Linked DNA regions of Mus musculus: regions 1 and 2 are each linked to region 3. Evidence: chromatin contacts called from public HiChIP or PLAC-seq data. All regions are on one chromosome and are shown on one strand. The core of a region is the stretch at or near the end of the contact, and the rest is flanking DNA. Distances in the headings are between cores, read along the strand shown. Region 1 overlaps Phlpp1 (PH domain and leucine rich repeat protein phosphatase 1). Region 2 overlaps Phlpp1 (PH domain and leucine rich repeat protein phosphatase 1). Region 3 has its middle 110 kb from the start of Gm41928.

Region 1 (3,345 bases), core at 162-2,661, 170 kb after region 3:
AAAATAGAAAAAGAAAAGGGGAAAAAAACAACAACAACAAAAACAAAGCAACAACAACAACAAAACCTTTTGGCCAGTAAGATGCCTCCACAGGAAAGGTTGCTTGATGTCAAGCCTAAAGAATTGAGATCAGTCCCAAAACCCACACTATGAAAGGAGAAAACCATTTCCTAAAAGTTACCTCTGACTGACCTAATACTACTTACTACTGCTACTGCTGCTACTGCTACTATTGCTGCTGCTGCTATTGCTACTATTGCTGCTGCTGCTGCTGCTGCTATTGCTGCTGCTTCTACTACTCCTACTGCTACTACTGGGACTGCTACTGCTACTGCTACTGCTGCCACTGCTATTGCTACTGCCACTGCTACTACTGTTGCTACTGCTGTTATTCCTGCTACTGCTACTATTGCTGCTACTACTGCTGCTACTGCTGCTGCTTCTCTCTCTCTCTCTCTCTCTCTCTCTCTCTCTCTCTCTCTCTCACACACACACACACACACACACACACACACACACACACACACACACACGGGAAGTTGTGTTTGTTTGTTAATTTTTCAATGGAATTAAATTGTTGAAAAATTTCAATGCAAACTCGGCCTGACAGTAAAAAAGAATCAGTAATTTAAACCCTGTTTATCAGTGGCTTTTCTTTATATTGTGTTTAGGGAATAAGGCATTTTGAGAAATTAGAAGGTAAAAGGGAGAAAAAAAGCAAAGTACAATAGTGATACTTTAATGAGAAAAGAGGAGCAAAGTCAGAATATTTTCCCCAGAAAAAGTTGGGACCATCTCAAACTTCTGAGCAAATCATTTATCCTAAAAGGACATCAGCAACAAAACCAACTGCTTCACAGTTATGTCCACAGAGCACAAATGTGACAGCAAATTACAGTTTTACTTCAGAACAACAACAGCTCATTAGAAATTGAATAAGGCATGCCTGAGAAAATATTCTTTTCCAGAAGCCTTAGGCTTGAGAACTTTGAAAGACTGGCACCTCTCCAGCTCTAGAAATAAAGCTTAGTCAGTATGTACTCTCCCCTGCAGCTCCGCTGCTTTTTCTGCAGCATACTCAGGGAAGGGATCGCTGAAAGAGGTCTATGAGTCAACATTCCTGATTAGAAAAACATATGCTTAGATTTGTATAAACAACTCCTTGGTTATAGGAATTCAAGTTGACTATATCCAGGCTGAAAAAAAAGAAAATTTACTTTTATGATATCTTTATTCAGATAGAGAAAAATCCCTCACTCACTAATTAATAAATAGTATGCTCAATTATTAGCAGAGTAGTAATTAGAGACAGAAAACAAAAATGGTACCGATCCAGATCCCCCACACTGATCCCTCAGGGCTACGTCCTAGTCTATCAGCTTTTAGGCTTCCAGCAACAGTCTCTGCTGTGTAAGCAGTGATTTCAATAAACTTTGATTTATTATGAAGACTAACTACCTTAGTCACCTCCAAAGTTCCCTGCTGCTATCAGAAACTGACTCAAGGAAGTGCAGCTGTAACATCTTACTGTCCCAACAGCATCCTACAATGCGCAGCGAATAAACTTGGAATACTTGTGTAAAGATCAAGGAAGTATCAAAACATTCAAAGACACAGCAAAAGGGCTCTCACATTGAGAGTGGAGAAACTGTGTATTCCTTAGTAGTTCAAGTCAACCATGAGCAAGTCATCTCAGTGGAAGAAAAGCAGAAGCACAAGACAAACATGATGGAAACTTTACTAATGTGCCTGTACTTTTAAAATTACATGGAAGTGAGCAATGTACAGGGCAGCAGGACAGTGAAATGGTGTGACATTTCCGGAGACCATGCAGGCACAAGGATCATGGGCTAGCCCACTGGAAGTGTATGGGCATGTCTCCTCACTTCTTGTAAGTGAAAACTACGTATCTGAACAAAGTTTATTTCTAAGCAAATCCAGTCATCCCACAAAATTCAAAAGACATACAAACCAAGCAATAATTATTAAGCATTTACCAGGGCAACAATGAAAGTATGCCTGTCTTTGCTTGCCTGGGGATCTGCTGAAAAGAACCATTCAGAGATCCAGGCTGGTACATCCAAGCTCCTGCCAAGTCTCTTGCCAACTGAACTCAGCACTCTAGAACAAAGCCAGTTTTCCTCCTTGCAAAACCCAGTGTCCCACTTCTGCAGTAGTAATGCACATGTACCCAGACCAAAACACTGCAAAGTCTCAATCACTTCCACTCAGCCCTCTTTGTCACATACAGCCACCTAACCACTTCTTGCACATTTTTTCCTGTAAGTCTGCATGCAACCCTTCCACTCTTAAAGGGCCCATACCCAGGTTCTTGACCTTGGTCCCCCATGTCCAACTCAGCTACAGCAATAGCCACCTTGCTCCTTTTTCTGTCTCTAGCCTCCTTCCCTACGAGGAGTTACTGCAGCTATATTCAATTCACTTTAAAGGCTGGGATGTTCTCTAATTCATTTTCAATCCTTGAAGCTATTAAAACATAATATAATGGCTTTCTGAGGGTTGTGGGTCATGTACTGACCCACATTATGGAGCGTTATAGATTTCCAAGACTTAATTCTTCTTGCAATAAGTCTTATTTCAATACTTGGGAATGTCACATAACTTGTCCTGCCTTATCACAAAGCAAATAATTTATTTGCTTTGTGATAAGGCAGGACATATTTTAATCGCCTTGGATCATCATTGTAAGAGCACACGAGAATACAGTAAATTGTATTCATAAAAAGGCTCATGGAAATGACTGGAGTCAGGCTGGCTGTCGTCCATATCATGATTTCTACTTCTCCCATTTTTGGATTACTTAGAAACCTCTTCTGCTTAGCATCTTGGATTAAAGTTATTCTTGAGAGTGATAAGACTCTTGAAACCAAACACCATATGTATTAGTTTTCTCACTGTTGCAACAAAATGCCTGACAAAAGCCGCCTAGGAAGAAGGGATTTACCTTGGCTCACAAGAAACAGACATCACAGTAGGGTGGCGTGGTAGTGGGGAAAGGCATCTGGGCACATTGCATCCACTGCCAGGAAGGAAGCAGAGGGAGGTGAAGCTTGCGGCTCAGCCAAGACCCCAGCCTGTGGAAACATACTTGTCAATATTTAGGGTGGGTCTTCCCTCCTCAATGTAATCTAAAGACGAGCCCAGCCAGGTTTGTCTCAAATTCTAGATCCTATCAAGTTGACAGATTAGCCATCACAGTGAACAAATAATATATGTATATATCTACCTTTACATTTATAAAGTCTTGCCTTTAAAATTTCTCTGACAGTTGGTGGAAGGTAGTGGCCCTCTTTACGCACTCTGCATTTCCTATCATCCCCGGAC
Region 2 (3,217 bases), core at 493-2,992, 200 kb after region 3:
GGGAAGGAGGTTCCTAGACAAGCTGGGAGCATTTCTCCCAGTAAACGCCCATCCAATACAGGCAAGCAGTGGAAACCACGGGAAGTTCTCCTCAACCACAGCGCCAAAGGGATCTCACACTGACCTCATACCCACCTGCAACTCCTAAGATGTGCAGGCACAGTTCTCACTCCCCTGCACGTTCTTCCTTCCTTCTACTTCCTACTCATCTTGTATTGGTGTCAGCAATTCTACATAACTTTCCCACTTGCTTAACAAAAACTAACTGGCATCCCCTAGAAATAGACTTTGGCAGGCATATAAAGCTGTCTGCAAAGTGCTAAGAAACAAAAGACAATAGAGGGCTACTGCCACTACCTCTCCTCTCACTCTTCCCCAGTGTTATTTCAAGATATATCAAGATACCATGAGTCGTAGACTCACCAAAGTTACCAATGCCAACACACACATGAAATTATTTAAAAGCAGTTCTTCAGGATAACTGCAGATCTTATTTGTTTCTTCCTATATCCAGATGAATCTGTATTTTTGTTGTGGTATTGGAGGGAAGGTCTGTAAGACACAGGATATTCTAAAGGAAACTATTCCATCCTGCTGGGAAGCTCCTTAAGCTTTTGAAGTAAACTCAAAGGCCTCAAGAAGTCCCTGAAACTGTCCAAGAATAAACAGGCAGTAAAGACTACGAGGAGGCCCTCAGGCTAGACTACTCCCTGCAAGAACAAAGGCCCAATGAGCTTCCAGAAAGAGGCTCAGACACACTAAGCTACCTGGAGAGGATACCACCCAACCTGTAGGGCTGTGTGCACGCTGTGCAATGTGTTCTAAGTGTCTAGCTTTGATAGCTGCCATCCATACTGGGTAGGCTTTTGGTGATATAGCTGTCTTTGAGTCACTTTTGCTCCTATAAATAACCCTTCATCCATATTTCTATAAAGAACCACAATAAAACTTGTTTGTTCACCAAGTTGAACTTTGGCAGCAACTTTACTTTGGTCTTTCATCAGTTTCCTACCTGAGGTGAGGAGACATCTGTGCACATCTCCCCCAGTGAATAGTGTCACAAAGGATCTTTCTTGGAGACCAATACTTCATGCAGTGGAGAGGGATATCAGAGGTGATCTTCAAGAAAACTGGACAGAGTTGGCTGGGATTGAGGGCAATTCCAGCACTCTGGAGTCAGAGGCAGGAGAAGCTATTTGAGTTCAAGGCCAGCCTGGTCTACTTATTGAGTTCCAACCTAATCAAGGCTACATAGTGAGACCGTGTCTTTAAAAAAAAAAAAAAAAAAAAGAGAGAGAGAATAAAGAAAAATATTTGAAAGAGGAAGGAAGGAAGGAAGGAAGGAAGGAAGGAAGGAAGGAAGGAAGAAAGAAAGAAAGAAAGAAAGAAAGAAAGAAAGAAAGAAAGAAAGAAAGAAAGAGAAAGAAAGAAAAAAAGAGAAGAGAAGAGAAGAGAAGAGAAGAGAAGAGAAGAGAAGAGAAGAGAAGAGAGCTTTGGCAGCAATATGGAAAAAGGAAATGACCAAGAATCTAAAATGTGATGGCATCAACATGACAGACGAGCCCACACATGCTAAGGTGGAGGTACAACCATCATTGTCAGAATTGTGTGGAATGACTGACTCTGAAAATTAAGAAACTCCTCCTTAGGAGAGGGCTAAGAAAGCACCACTGAGAAGGGACCTGGAGGAAATGGTAAAGTAGGCTGGGGCTTTGGTCCACCAGTGAGTCAGTCCAGTCTGCTAAGAGGCTGAATGGGACACTCACTTCCTGCGTGAGACGTACAACGCTGACTAAATAGCTAAAGGCCAGTAACCCACAGGAAAAGTGAGTGGCGATCTCCCACTTGTAGGTGGCACCTAGTTCTCCTCAAATTCCAGGAGAAATCAAAGAGCACAGGGATGGGTCTTTAACACTGTAATTATCTCAGAAGATGACTTATGTAGAGAAAAGAATGTTCAAAACAGTGAAGAGGCAGGTTGTTACACTGAACAGTTTCAACTGCTTGGGATCAAAAGTGGAGTAAAGGGAGTCTGGAGAAGTCGTTATGTCTTCCAGAGACAGAGAGGCAGCATCTGGCCTGCAGAGGATATCAGGCTCCTTGCCGCCACCTGTAACTCTAGGTCAACAGGGATCTGATGCCTCTATCCTCGAGAAGCACCTGCATTCACATGCACACCAAGACAGACAGACAGACAGACAGATGCATGTGCGAGTGCACACACACACACCATAATTAATAAAATTAATCCTTTAAAAGTGCATTTTCTTTATGTGCATTGTTGTTTTGCCAGGCACCCTGAAGTGAAGTTACAGACAGCTGTGAGCTGCCATGTGGGTGCTGGGAATTAAACCAGAGCAGTCCGGAAGAGCAACCAGTTCTATTAACCTCAAAGCTATTTCTCCAGTCCCATAAATCAATTTTTTTAAGCGAGTAAAGAAGTCTATACTTGGAAATTTTCTGAAGGAAAATTTTAACCAGATACATGAATCACTGGGCTAGATTTTGTGGATTTAGTTGCAAAGTGGTAATTTTTTTTAAAGTAACTGTTTTAGATAGTTTACTTTATAAGTCATCTGTCCGGGGTAAAAGCACTCTTTCCCACCTCCTCCTCTATCACAACTATTATAGTAAAAATATACCGTCACTACTTTAAAGGAGACTATAAATGTATAACAGGTATTCAAAAGACTCAAACTCATAAAATTTAAAAAGTGTTTTAATTTTTAAAACTAAAACTCTAAATGTAAACCTCCGTGAAAGCACAGGACATCACAGAAACAGAAATGGTTTCTAGAATAATACCTAGTGAGCATTTTAAGTTTGTTTGCTTGCTCTTAAGAGCTACAGAAACAAGCTGAATACAGAAATATCTAGGGTCAATCAGTGCTGATAAATAACTTTATAATTTTGTTAAATACAAGTTAAATACCCACAAGTTCTGAGCATTTAAAATACAAGTTAATCTGCCGGGCAGTGGTGCATACCTTTGGTCCCAGCACTGGGGAGGTAGGGGCAGGCTGATTGATCTCTAAGTTCAAGACCAGGCTGGGCTATAGACTAAGTTCCAGGACAACCAGACCTACACAGAGTAACACTGTCTCAAAACAGAGGGAGGGAGGGAGGGAGAGAGAGAGAGAGAGAGAGAGAGAGAGAGAGAGAGAGAGATTGATTGAGAGATATTGAGAGAGACCTACCTTAATCTTACTCTTTAAAT
Region 3 (3,534 bases), core at 926-3,425:
TTCTCTTCTCCTCTCTTCTCTTCTCTTCTCTTCTCTTCTCTTCTCTCCTCTCCTCTCCTCTCCTCTCCTCTCCTCCCCTCCTCCCCCTCCCCCTCTCCCTCTCCCTCCCCCTCCCCCTCTCCCTCCCCCTCCCCCTCCCCCTCTCCCTCTCCCTCCCCTCTCCCTCCCCTCTCCCTCCCCTCTCCCTCCCCTCTCCCTCCCCTCTCCCTCCCCTCTCCTCACCCTCTCCTCTCCTCACCCTCTCCTCACCCTCCCCTCCCCTCCCCTCTTCTCCTCTTCTCCTCCCCTCCTCCCCTCTCCCTCTCCCTCCCCCTCTCCCTCCCCCTCCCCCTCTCCCTCTCCCTCCCCCCTCTCCCTCTCCCTCTCCCTCTCCCTCTCCCTCTCCCTTTCCCGCTCCCGCTCCCTCCCCTCCTCTCTTCTTCTCTTCTCTTTTCATTTCTTTCTTTTTTAGTAAGAGTTGCCTTGGTCATGAAGTCTCTTCACAGCAATAGAACAGTGACTGAGATGGTAACAGCAATCTCTCTGAGTTTGAACATTTTGGCTACACATCTATATCACATGTAGGCCCATGGGAATATATGGATAAAGCAAAGAGTAGGAAAGATCAACTCCACCTTCAAGTGAGTCACCGTGAGGGCAGAGTTTAGATGGTGCCATCCCACCGTAGAAGGCCACATGTACAGTGTGTGGTGTGCATGAGGAGGGGTCACCACACAGTGAGGGTGCTCTTCACTCAGACAGTTGGGCTCCTCAGAAGCTTCCTGGGCTCTCAAGCACAGAACTCTTGCCCCAGCCGTGGCTGTGCATACCAACTGCTGGGGAACAGTGGGGAATACACAGCACAGGGAGGTTTCGGCAGGGATCTGTGACTGTTCTCTTCAGCAGGAACTGGTACCACACAGTCCTGCAAACGGGGGAATCCCAAAAGATCCACAGGAAGCTAGGTGACAGGAAATGGGATGGAATGTGAACTAGGCCATTAGAATCTAGGTCAGCCACAAATCTCTTCAGGCCTACTGGGTATCATCTAAGTGTCTGGTAAATTGTTGACTGAAGGAATTCTTATCACAGTGGTTCTCCAGTTAAGTGACCACAGACTTGCTTTGTCAAGTGGTCTAGATGCCCTGAAAGCCTTATGTAGAAGTGGTTCAGGTTTCAGATCAATCTGTATCTCTCTTCTGAATCTAACAATTTGCTGACATATATAGGTATAGATCTATAGAGATATAGAGATAGAGGTAGAGATAGAGATGAGATAGAGATGGAGATATCACATCTTTAACTTTGGACTTGGTTGCTGAGGGCCATACCAGTATTGGTTAGATCCCACGGGGGTGGGAGCTAGGGGCTGGGGGCTGGTATGGAGTTGGAGAAGGAATGAGTCAGGCATGGTTGTGGGGCTGCAGTTCTTACAGCCTGACTGACGGGCAGTGGGGCACTTCTTTATTTATATAGAACTCAGTAAGCAAGGATAGATTCATGTTCTAAGAGAGATCCTTCGACACATTCAGTCTCTAACTCCAAGCCAGTTGTACTATTTGGAATCATTGCTGCTGTGGAATTTGATTTGTGTGCCCAGGAAAACCACACCTGAAACAGGAAGTGGCAGCGAGGAGCTGGCAGCCCCAGAGGAGGGTGCTTGCTGCTTCCGGAGGCACTGGCATGTGAAGTCACCACCCTTTGGGAAGGCCGAAGGATCTCTGACATCCTCTTGCTGATGACCCTAGAAGAGTCATTAGTCTTCCCCAGTTGTAGATCTGTCTGCTCCGCATGTTCCCATTTTCAAACAGGATAGGGTTTGGATGGAGGGGTCCTTCGTGTGGACTGCACCCTGGCATGTGCTCATCCTCTAGTTGACAGAACTGGGACCAAGAAATGGGGAGAAAGTGGAGACAGGACCCACAAAGATTTCACACCCACACACATCAGTATACAGGTCTAACTTTATTACTCAGTACAAAAACTTATATACAGCTTCTCAGCCAGTAAGGGTGAGGTTATATAATCAAGACCCAACTGGAGGATTACAGGAGCTCTCTGGCTTTGTTTGCCCCTTACTCTATAGGGGAGCAGGCTGGTTGCCCAATGGAGATTTTCAGAGAAGACAGAGGAAGCAGCCATCACTCTGGGCTCTGGTCCTTTATTCTGTCTCACCAGTTTGCTGGGAGCCACTTCCTATCTTAGACTGCATACAGCCTGATCGGGATTCCTCCAGCAGGAGACCATGAAGTCTAGCTCTGATCCACTTCCTCCTCCACTAGGTTCACTCTCACATCCCCCACAGCTAGTCGCCCCTGGAGGTCCCCTACAAAGCCATCTCTGCAGGTCCTGGCCTCAGGTGAGAATAGCTTGATCTCCTGGTGACCTCTTTCAGTCACTCCTAGCATTTCTGACTCTCCTGGCTGTGGTCCCAGTGTCACTTCCTTCATTTGCAGACTGAGATTCTGAGACGGTGACTCATCCAACTGTGACTCTGTCTCGCCCAGGGCTAGCGAGGTTCCATCCATACTCGGCCATGTAGCTGTCCCCTAGCTTAGCCACCAGCCCCGAGAGCCTCTCTCAGAACCTGTTATTCTGCTGTGAAAAAGTAGTGCCCTGGTTTTTGATGGAGTACTTGGCAAGGTCCTTGAGTACACCCTTCCCCACCCCCCCCCACCCCCGCCACCTCCTCAACCTTCAACAGCTGTGATTTTCTACCTAGGCTGCAAGAGAACAGCCCAGGGAACTTTAGGACAAAGCAAGCAGCCTGCACCTATCTGTGGCTGCTGACTGGCTATCTCTTTGAGGGAGATGTGGCCACAGAGCTTGCTAGAAGCTCAGTTCACCAAATGACTGACTGGCAGTTGAGGGCAAATTCACTGAAGGCCCTCACTAAAGCAAAGCCCTCAGAAACAGGCTCCAGTCCCAGATGCCCTCGGCACTGCTTAGGGATCCTTGAATTTCACAACCTGCCTCATGCTCCTATCTGCCTTGATCTGGTTCCTCCTGGCTCCACCCAGCCTCAGTAGCACCTTAGCCATACAGCGTGTCCTGTTCCAAGACTGTGCTTCCTAACAGAATCATTGTTAGGTTTTCTGTGGTGGGAGGAGTACCATGGTGGATTCATGATGGGTGGGATAAGTCATGCCACAGAGAGCACACCAAGAAACAAGTCTCACACAAGAGATAAGGGGCAGGGGAGATGGAGAAATACAAAGAGCAAGAGACAGAGGGACCAGGAGACAGAGAACAGGGCCTCCTCATCAGGAACCTTTTAAAGGATGTGAGTGTCGCCTTTGGGCTGGTATGTCAGGGCTGCTGGCACTGAGTCACTGAAGGCAGGCTGGGACTAACATTCCTCCCCTTTGTTTATAACAAAAGGTGAGGAATAGGAAGGAGAGATTGGGTGCCATGCTTTTTTAGACTGCTTCCTGCTGTGTGGGGCATTGACATCTTTAGGGACCCAAGAAAGTTGGGATGCTGGCCAAGTCCCTGGAAGAGCAAGCTGTTTCACTCACTACACAGTACTGGGGGACCATCTGGGGATACGGACAT

What was found. HiChIP or PLAC-seq counts read pairs in DNA pulled down with a chosen protein or histone mark.
Region 1: a FOXA1 HiChIP or PLAC-seq map of pancreatic cancer cells shows a contact between it and region 3. The contact joins two enhancer-like sites. A contact is called at or near these places in 1 of 484 Hi-C or Micro-C datasets (brown adipocytes) and 2 of 115 datasets of contacts at active chromatin or transcription factors (bone marrow-derived dendritic cells and pancreatic cancer cells).
Region 2: an HNF4G HiChIP or PLAC-seq map of pancreatic cancer cells shows a contact between it and region 3. The contact joins two enhancer-like sites. A contact is called at or near these places in 1 of 484 Hi-C or Micro-C datasets (bone marrow-derived macrophages), 6 of 115 datasets of contacts at active chromatin or transcription factors (embryonic basal ganglia, embryonic stem cells, fibro-adipogenic progenitors and 2 more) and 1 of 9 other capture datasets (embryonic stem cells).

What each region holds. Positions count from the first base shown.
Region 1 is chr1:106,240,002-106,243,346 of GRCm38.p6, reverse strand. All of the region lies in intron 1 of Phlpp1 (PH domain and leucine rich repeat protein phosphatase 1), which reads right to left. Among named protein-coding and RNA genes, the nearest start is that of Phlpp1, 70 kb to the right of the region's middle. Within about 2 kb of position 1,411, at least 102 of the 459 cell types and tissues checked have an H3K27ac peak or open chromatin away from gene starts, as enhancers often do. A contact at or near this core is called in pancreatic cancer cells, where this site is marked.
Region 2 is chr1:106,209,871-106,213,087 of GRCm38.p6, reverse strand. The region is part of intron 1 of Phlpp1 (PH domain and leucine rich repeat protein phosphatase 1); the gene reads right to left. Among named protein-coding and RNA genes, the nearest start is that of Phlpp1, 40 kb to the right of the region's middle. Within about 2 kb of position 1,742, at least 35 of the 459 cell types and tissues checked have an H3K27ac peak or open chromatin away from gene starts, as enhancers often do. A contact at or near this core is called in pancreatic cancer cells, where this site is marked.
Region 3 is chr1:106,407,007-106,410,540 of GRCm38.p6, reverse strand. No RefSeq gene overlaps it. Among named protein-coding and RNA genes, the nearest start is that of Gm41928, 110 kb to the left of the region's middle. Within about 2 kb of position 2,175, at least 115 of the 459 cell types and tissues checked have an H3K27ac peak or open chromatin away from gene starts, as enhancers often do. A contact at or near this core is called in pancreatic cancer cells, where this site is marked.